Regions from separate parts of the Mus musculus genome. Here region 1 is linked to region 2. A link is a contact called in public Hi-C data. All regions are on one chromosome and are shown on one strand. The core of a region is the stretch at or near the end of the contact, and the rest is flanking DNA. Distances in the headings are between cores, read along the strand shown. Region 1 overlaps Bmp2k (BMP2 inducible kinase). Region 2 has its middle 12 kb from the start of Gm46916.

The links. A called contact is a pair of places that touch in the nucleus more often than the background predicts.
Region 1: a Hi-C map of rod photoreceptor shows a contact between it and region 2, with 1.9 times the contacts expected there. The contact joins two enhancer-like sites. A contact is called at or near these places in 5 of 484 Hi-C or Micro-C datasets (embryonic fibroblasts, liver, nephron progenitors and 2 more) and 2 of 115 datasets of contacts at active chromatin or transcription factors (fetal liver and microglia).

What each region holds. Positions count from the first base shown.
Region 1 is chr5:97,055,676-97,060,550 of GRCm38.p6, reverse strand. It overlaps Bmp2k (BMP2 inducible kinase), which reads right to left. Exons shown (of 16, transcript NM_080708.1): 10 at 3,525-3,685. Among named protein-coding and RNA genes, the nearest start is that of Paqr3, 53 kb to the left of the region's middle. Within about 2 kb of position 1,765, at least 8 of the 459 cell types and tissues checked have an H3K27ac peak or open chromatin away from gene starts, as enhancers often do. A contact at or near this core is called in rod photoreceptor, where this site is marked.
Region 2 is chr5:96,950,794-96,955,389 of GRCm38.p6, reverse strand. No RefSeq gene overlaps it. Among named protein-coding and RNA genes, the nearest start is that of Gm46916, 12 kb to the right of the region's middle. Within about 2 kb of position 1,274, at least 31 of the 459 cell types and tissues checked have an H3K27ac peak or open chromatin away from gene starts, as enhancers often do. A contact at or near this core is called in rod photoreceptor, where this site is marked.

The DNA.
Region 1 (4,875 bases), core at 516-3,015, 100 kb before region 2:
GCTAGGGACCTTCCCAGCATCACAGAGTTTCCAGGGGAAGGCAGCCAATGAGGAAGCAGTCTTGGCGATTTGGATCATGCTGATAGCAGATGGGATTTAAGGGGTCAATACTACTGATGGAACAAAACTGAATGCCCAGCAAAAAATTCTGAACTCTTTTTTTTATCTTAATCGTACATAAATATAGACAGACAGACAGCAGATGGGCATTTGGTAATTAATTCCTGCTGGCAGCGGCCTCAGGGAATTAAGTAAAGGACTAAGTGTAGAGTTCCTTTCTCCTTTGCCCTGGAGCCTCTCGCTGGCCAGGTGAGAGGCTTACACTCCTTAACTCTTCATGAACCAAAGAGAAAGGAAAGGAAAAGAATTTAAATCTTTTACACAGGCAATATGCACAGATTCACACGCACACTCATACACACATACATTCTAACCACCTGTCTCAACCAACTCCACAAATATTTAAGTGTGTTTACATACATAGACATATACGTATACATGTATATATACATAAATGTACAGATGGGGCTGAGCCCCAAATACCATACATAGACATTTGGTGGATGGATGGATGGATGGATGGATGGATGAATGGATGGATGGGGCAGAGGCCCCGAAGGCACATTTTATTTCTTTTCTCTGGACTTTCTATAGACAGAAGTTCTTAGAAAATAAATAAATAAAATGTTACACAAAAGGGGAGTTACAGAAGGATGTGGGCAGTAAGTTCAAAGCAGTGTTCCAATCTGTAAGCTCATTATAAGTTCAGAGCAATGGTTTCACATGGCCTTGCTTTATCATAGAGCACATCTGTGGCTTCACCCTTGGATCTGACCTAAAATGAATGTTTTTCTTTGATCACAAATTTGTCTCAAGCCTATTTCTCTTTTCAGTGTAATTGTGAAAGTTTACTGTATTCTTTATTACACAGCCTTTACCTACCTTCTATGAGGAGTGGGCACATTCTATACTTGCTTCAAATTTTATTATATCTTTTTGGCAAAATAAAACCATCTTTTAAAACTTTCTTCCTAAAATTATTTTAACCAAATGAGGAATTTTATAAAGTCATTAATTTATCTAAACAGTATTAATTCATGAAAGTTCATCTTTATGTTGATCTGTAGGAAATCTACCCAATAGGGTGGGCTATGCCCAGGAATCCTTATACTATGTAATAGTGATAGGAAAGGTATATGAGCTGCAAGAAGCACTCCTGAGATGAAATTTCTGAAGGCCCTGCAATTCAGTTTATCCATCACAGCCATGCAAAAACAGTGGGCCACCTCCAGTAAAGTCACCTGCATGCCTTACCCTATCCAAGATGGCTCAGGACAACTCTCAAATGTTGCAAAGACCAGAGTAAAGGGGACTGAAACTGTGGCTGATGCTGTAAGTTCCTGGAATCTTTGGGTCAAATCTGACTGTTCACAAATTGTAAATGAATATTCCTCTTTAAAGTTTCCTTTACGAGAGGTGTGTGTGAGAGAGCATGTTCATGCAGGTGCCCTTGGAGCTGGACTTACAGGAAGATTTGAGCAGCCTCATGTATGAACTGGGAACCAAGTGAGGGCTTGCTGGAAGAGCAGCAAAGGCTCTTAACCAAGGCGCCATCTCTCCAGCCCCCAGATATGTTTAATATAATCCTCAGACAAATGCACCGGCATGGAAGTCAAGAACTGATTGTAAAGCTGTTCACCACCACACTACTAATAACAGCAAATGATGTCACTGGGGACTGGAGGGATAGCTCAGCATCTGCGGGTAATCCCTGCTCTTAGAGGATCAGGTCAGGTCCCATCACATACACAGTGGCTCACAACTGTCTCTAAGTCCAGTTCCAAGACATCTTTCCTGGACCCTGCTACCAAGTATATACATGGTATACATATATACAGCCAAAACATCTACACACAGAAAATGATTTTTAAGTGAAATGGGAATGATATACAAATGAGTTCAAAATGTCATCTCTCCTATCCATGGATTTAATATTCCAATTGATGCATTTCAATACCACAAACTCATTGCCACAATGTGCGAGGTAATGAATGCAAAGAGAAGCATCGCCTGCTGTCCCTGAGCCTAGACTTACGTAGTAATAAGTGACAGCTACCATCTCATAACACTTCTGGATCAGGCTTTATGTTACGCAGACAGGTAAAGGTCTCAGGAATCCGAGTAGACAGCTACACATGCTTTTATTATGTATGTTAGTTTAAAGAAAATGGGAGAAATGAAACTCAAATCGGATTCATGACTCAAATATGTATTCTTAACCACTACAGTATCTGTAATAAAAACTTAAAACAGGACAGATTTGTCAGGAAATATTATGTAAATAAGGGTCTTCTGGAGGTGACTCTTCAGACTACATCTTTGACACCTTAAAAATTTAAATTTACTCTATTGGAGATATTCTACAGGAATATCTATTTTAGGCATTACACAATCATAATGCATTTTAAGACTATAAAAACAGGCCAGATGGTGGTGACATATCCCTTTAATCCCAGCACTACAGAGGCAGAGGCAGGCAGATCTCTGTGAGTGTGAGGTCATCCTGGTCTACAGAACAAGTTCCAGGATAACCAGGGCTACACAGAGAAACCCTGACTCAAACAAAAAAGCATTATAAAAACGATTTCTCACAATCAAATGAGACAGTGCTTATGCTGTCATCTCCACATGGCTCCTTCCCCAAGGCTCGAGAGACCTGTAACACTACGAGATGAACTTGAAATCCCTTCCTGTCCAATCTAAGTCTCCTGCGCTTGTACAGCCAGCCTCAAAGCTCTCGGCTGATGACCCAAGAGATGAGCTTGGGTCCATATATCAAAGAGATGACCATATATCAAAGCAAACCGAGACTTCTATAAACATTTATATCACTAATAACTCTGCTTTGCCTTTAGAAAAAAATAGTTCAGATTCAGTGTATCTGGTTTTATGTTGAGGTCCTTAATTTAAATAAAAAAGGTTTGGTTTACGGGACATCAGTAGACAGTTTCTTGTGGTGCGTGTGTGCGTGTGTGCGTGCGTGCGTGCGTGCGTGCGTGCGTGTGTGTGTGTGCGTGTGTGTACATGAGAGGGCTCATCCACATGCAGAGGACAAAGGTTGGGGTCTGGATGTCCTCAGTCACTGTCCCACGTTTTTCTGTTAAAGACAAGTCTCTCACTAAGCTGTCATTGCAGTTGGACTGGCTGGCCCTCAAACCGGAAACAGGCCTGTCTCTACCCCTAGCCCATCCCCCGCAGCGGCCCACTCCCACCACACCGTGCACCACCTCACACCCAGGCTGGGTTGCGGAAGCACACTGCCATGCCCATCTGTCTTTACTGAGGGGGCAGGGATCTCCACCTGGGTGCTCATGCCTGCACAGCGAGCACGTTACTGACCGAGCCATGTAGCCAGGCTTTCCTTAAAGCACTGGGCTCTGTGCTTTACGATGGTCAATTAAATTTATTTATACTCCAAGGCAAACAAACCTTATCGAAAGGTCAGAATTGCAAAGGCTAATTACCTTTGGGTTTGTGGTTGCTGAACTCCCCAGGAGCAGGGACTTTGACAGGCGTTGCTGAACTCTGAATGGTCAGCACACTGGAAGTGGCAGCAGTGGAATTGGCCTTTGGTCTTTGTCTTGGTGCAATTGAGGTTTCTGTTGGTCCAATGGTATCTGTTATTCTATAATAGAAAAATATAATTCATTCCAAATAATGAAATTATCTCTAAATTACTATTCATTCTACAAAATACAGACACAGTTGATTATTACAGATGACCACATCAGTCATCTGGTTTCCTTCTAAGTATCCACCTCAGAATATCAGCTCAATAAAGCTAATAAAGAAAACAATACAGGCAGCCATAGCTGTTGAAACGTCAGCCTGCCAAGCTGGAAGTACAGGAGACTTAAGGGACAGCATTACGACTGAGAGTGCACAGAGAGCAATGTTCTCACAGGGTTTTGTACAAAACCCAGATCCAGTTCTTTAAAAAGACACAAGAAATAATCCCCCTCACTTGGACTCAAGAGAAAGAAAATGCTGTCTGTCTCCTAGAGCAGGTAAAACCAGAGAAGCCAGTGCTTGCCAAGTCAGGCTGCCTGCTCACCCAACCTTTGTTGTCCTAGAACACTGAATGGCAATCAGGAGAAATGTCTGACTGGGACTCCGCATAAGCCCCAAATGCACACAGCAGAACAGCAAGCACAATTTTGAAAACAAGGATTAGCAGACATAAGTGACATTTCAAAACAACAATAAAAATAGGTAAATTTATTTTTAGCATTCATACATGCACACAATGTATCTGAAACAAATCCAATCCCCAAATCTCTCCCCTCCAACTTCCTCCTTATTTCCCTCAAAACTTGCCCCTCACAACTTCATGAGATCTTTTGTTTGTTTGTTTGTTTTTGATACCCACTCAGTCCATTTAGTACTGCCAGTATGTGCATGAGTGTGGGACCAATATAATCTGAAAATTACATATTTTTTCAACTTTGCTTTCTATACTTATAAACTCTATAAAACATTAATAAATCTCTCCTATATTTTTAGTGACTTCACTTAATATGATTTCAAATGATTTAACAACTAACACTGTATATGCCTGATTTATCATGCCCACAGTTCCTGCAGCACACACTACCCCTCTTTCATAATACCTCTATGTACCACTAGAGGGAGCCCCCCAACACTTATCTTTCTAAAAGGAAAGTAACAAAAAACTGCATGACAACATTTCAGAAAATTCCGGTTGGTACCTTAAAGGAATTCAGTAGGTGATAAAAAGAAAGACAGGAAGTAATATAGAAGGGGGTTGTTTGGGAAGAGGAAGTGAAGGGGGGCAGTGGGAGGAGACAAGAATGG
Region 2 (4,596 bases), core at 25-2,524:
CATCATAAAGAATTTATATGAGTGCTTAAGACACAACTTAATACTATTCATATGTGTTAAAAACAGCGAATTTAGAAATAATTTGTGTATAAATCAGAGAATTTCAAACAGGCTTAATATACTTCTGTATATGGTATAAGGGGCTCTGAGGTTCTCCTAACTACCCTGAATATACTGCTTACACTTACACAAATATAAATTCAATTATAGTTTTGCCTTTATATATAACTACTGTGGTGGCTAAACTTTAGGGCCAGTGAGATGGCTCATCAGGTAAAGGTACATGCTACCAAACCTGATGTCCCTAAGACCTACATAGTAGAGAGCACCAATTCCCATAGTTGTCCTCTGACCCCTACATGTATGACATGACATGCATATGTATGCATAATACATCCAAACGTGCACACTGAAATCTGGAATGGAAATGACCCAGAAACAAATCCACATCCAATTTTCATGTGACTCGGATTTCGAGCAGAACCCAGACCACCTGTTGTTCATTTCTCACTGTCTGGAACTCAACCCTCACTTCTCAGTCTCCTCCAGAGAACCCAGAACAGGGATTTGCACACATTCTTCTACTAAATAAGTAAATCCAACACCGGAGGAGATCCTAAGAGTTTGATTAAACTCCATGCAGAGACTCAATTTCCAAGTTTCTGAATGAGGCCTTTGGGACCATCTGCTGTCAGTAACATATGCCAGCGCTCAGCATAATACCTGAGTTGTAATTAGTATTGAATGCTTTGATGAACGATGAATGATGAACGGGAAGGGATGGACGGGCCAGTTCTGGTAATCGAATATGCACAAATGCTTTGGAATAATTTGATTCTGTAGCATACATCATTTGGAATCAATGTCAGCCTTTAGACACTTTCGTTTTCATAATATAAAGTAGTTTTTATTAGAACAGTAAACATGAAGCTGATTATCTACTCGGATTCAAAGGCCTACCGAAAGGGAACTTTACACTCTAATTAAGAACAAAGCACCTAATTGCATGAGATTGCACTTCAGAATCACCTCTTTGTTTTTGTTTCAGCTTAAAATGCTGAACCAGGAATCAGGGAGACAGGAACAGTAGAGGAGCTATCCGAGGACATAATTAATGGGTCGGGTTTTGTAACTGCTTATGAGCCGCACAGGTTAAGCCCGAAGGATAGCAACGGTGCTGTCGTTAAGAGGCTTAGCTGTTGGTTTTGCAGGCTCCTAGGCTGCATTCTGTCTGTTTGCCAAGGCATGATGAGTACGAAGCTCTGCCTGCTTTTTGGTTCTCTCCTGCCTCCCTGCCTTCTGACGCCAGCTTCCGGCTTAGCTTCATCCCGATCCATGTGACCCATCTAGTCATCTGGGAATTTATGAGAAGGGAGGCTTTCTCGATTCACTTCAAACCTTCTGAATCAGGATCAGCACTTTAGTGAGGTCAGATGCCCACATCCTAATCTTAGACAGCGCTCTGTGCTCTGGTCCAGCACTGAAAACCTTGGCTATCCAATTCAGGATGGGATGGGGGAGAGAGCACTCAGGATCACGGGTTAGTGTGTGGAAATGAAAATCCCTGGCCCCTGACATAGAGATTTTGATTGGGTGAGTTTAGATGGGGCCTAGGAAGCTGGTTTTTCTTGTCTGTATGCTGCTGGCCTGGTTCTGAAGCCAGGCTCAGCTCTAACCTTAGCTTTCCATACAGTTTGGTTTGAATCCCAGTTTCACCAACCTGTGATGTTGTACCTCAGTCTCTGCTGTGAAATGGCTTGCAGTGTTGGCTTCAGAATGGCTCCTCTCAAAGCTCTTACTGAGGTAACATAGTCTCAGGAAGGAAGCTTGCAGCAGTTTGGCTTAAAGATTTTACATAAGACTGAGGAAATACCAGCCGCTCATATTTAGATGCTGGAGATGAAGTTTCTAGGGGTGATTAGGAGGCACTAACATTCGATTGGTTCTCAGCAGTTTTAGGGACCTTCTCCTAAGCTCCAGATTTGGAGTTCTTTCATCATAAGCCTCAGAGCCAGTCCCTTCCCAGTTCTAGAAGGCCATCAGGTAGCTCAGAATCAATACATTTGTAGAGCAGGGCCTATAAACAGGTTGAAATCTGGGCAGGGGTAAAAGTCTGTGTGGCAGTGATCTCTCAATAGTTTTATCAGGGAGCCACCACTGGGATGGAACTCCAACAATTCTCAGTCTTGTTGCTACTATTCTGAAGAGACAAATACTACAATAAAGTCACCCATGCTGGAATGGCTAGCAGAGTTGGGCACCTTTAGTGACAATCCCCACAGACTCCATCTAATAGAGTGGATAATTTCCCAGTGTGAATAGGTGTACCTGACTAGATGGCTAGCAGCCAGATCTTTAAGCAATGTCCATCACACCATATGAATGGGTGTTGTCCCATCTTCTATAGCTTCTATAGCTTACTTCACTAGAAGTAAGTGCCATGAGACCGGATTTTCTTTTTTCTTAGTTTGGGTTGATAGTGCACCCTTCGAGCCCACGGTAGCTTCTCTATAAACGTTGAATGAATGGATGTGTGACTATGGTTTGTAGGGCTTGTTGGTTCACAGACAGACTTTGGAGTCAATACCTAATTCTCAAGTTGTGCTAACCCTGAGTGGGAACTTAACTCCTCTGAACTTCTATGCTTAGATTTCCTCATTCCTAAGACATACCGAACATAACACATTCCATCTCATACAGCATAGTGAAGAAGTACTTAGAACACTATCTATACTTTTGGCTATTATTTTATTGACTATAGTGTGACAAATCATTCTAAAACTTAGTTTTTGAATCATAACCTTCTTTACTTGCTTATAGCCTTATTTCATCTTAATGTCTAGCTCTGGCTGAGATAAAGATGAAGCTGTGTTCTACTTGCTTTGTAATTTCAGAATACTTGGCCTTGTGGGTCAGGTGACTCTTTGCTGTAGGGAATTAATGCACTGTAAGGTAACATCACACATTCTGCAGGAGAGTATCATGGAAATTGTATAGCGGCTCTCCCTCCTAGTTTCCACTGTTTTCAAACACTGTAAATGTTCTCAGGGTGAGATAAGGGGTTCTTATATGGTTTAGAACTAGGGAGTCAAAGCAAATAATAGATCCAGCCCAGATTGAAGGCATAGGAGGGGCTGGATCCCAAGAACAATGATTCACTGGAGACGAGTGAAGGTCAGCATGAAGGTCTCTGACCCTTCCTGTCTAAGGAACAGGATTGTTCCTGAGCATTTCTTACAGGATGAACTCTGCCTCTGGCTTTTACTAACAGGCACTCTTTTGAACCCCATGCTCGAGTGTCCCCCTTCATTGTTGGCAATGTTCTGCAGCCTTCATGTCTATTTTGGTTTCTCTCCTGTAGCATTCTTGTGATCTGTCACTTCTTTCCACCCATGCATGTCACTGAGCTGTTCCTACTGCTCATATCATAGCACATGACCAGGCTCTGGAGACAGATAGGGCTCATCTGGCGGCCTCAGCACCCTACCCATATACCCGCACGATTATGCTGTCTTCCTGAAAGTGTGTGCCTTATCACCCCCTCCCGCCCTCTCCCTTAACTCTTTTCTCTTAAAGATTCGGTTTATGGGCCCCTCTTCTAGGAAACTTTCCAGGAAGGCCACTCTCCAATGTGATATAACAGTTTCTTGAGGGAGGAGGCCATTTATCTGACAGATTTCATCTCATCTCCATATTCTCACTGTCGTATGGATGAGTAACAGAGAGGCCTTTCAAAGCAGAGTTTAATGCTTAAAGAGAGGCTTGTAAGGACAGCAGGGAGTCTTGAGATGATCTAGACTCTAGATTCTCAAGGAATCCAGAGGAAGAGCCTTGGGGTGGTGGTTGCTAGCTTACAAGCTGCAACCCAGAGATTAGTGAGGCTTGAATAGTAGTCGTGGTCTCTCTCTCTCTCTCTCTCTCTCTCTCTCTCTCTCTCTCTCTCTCTCTCTCTTGTGTGTGTGTGTGTGTGTAGAAAAGTGAAGAAGCTAGGAGTCTGTAAGGAAAAGGAGGAGTGTAATGGGTGGTTATCTATCAGGCAGGTAACACTGTTAGGGTTTGGAGGTCAAGGTGTAAGGGCTTCCTAGTTCACACGAAGATACTAGAGGAGTTTCTGTGTAGAGAAATGACCGACATTGACCTCTTCTCTTGGGATTCCCTGCTCCCACATTCAGAAGACTGGCAGGGGGGATCGGGTTCACTGGGCAGGAAGCTGATGCAGCAGAGGGGATGGCGACCTTTCCTGGCAAAATGAACGGAATGGATGGGAGTAGAGGTCACTCCAAGGCTTGAGGACGACGAGGTGAGGGCTATGTTCTGACAGGGAGCTACTTCTTGGAGAAGGAAATTCAAAGTTCAGTATGGCTATGCTGAGTTTGAGACTCTTATTACATATTTAGTTGGTTGTGTTCTAGACGGTTAACAAGTATAAACTGTCTCCAGAAACTGGACATGTGAATGTGGAAGTGATTAGCTTCATCCTATCAGCTGGAACAGATTTTTTGGGATTAAGAAAATAATAACCAAACACAATGGATAAATACAATAAAAGTTTATTTCCCACTGTTCAACATGTCTGAGAAAGTTCCAGGTCATTGG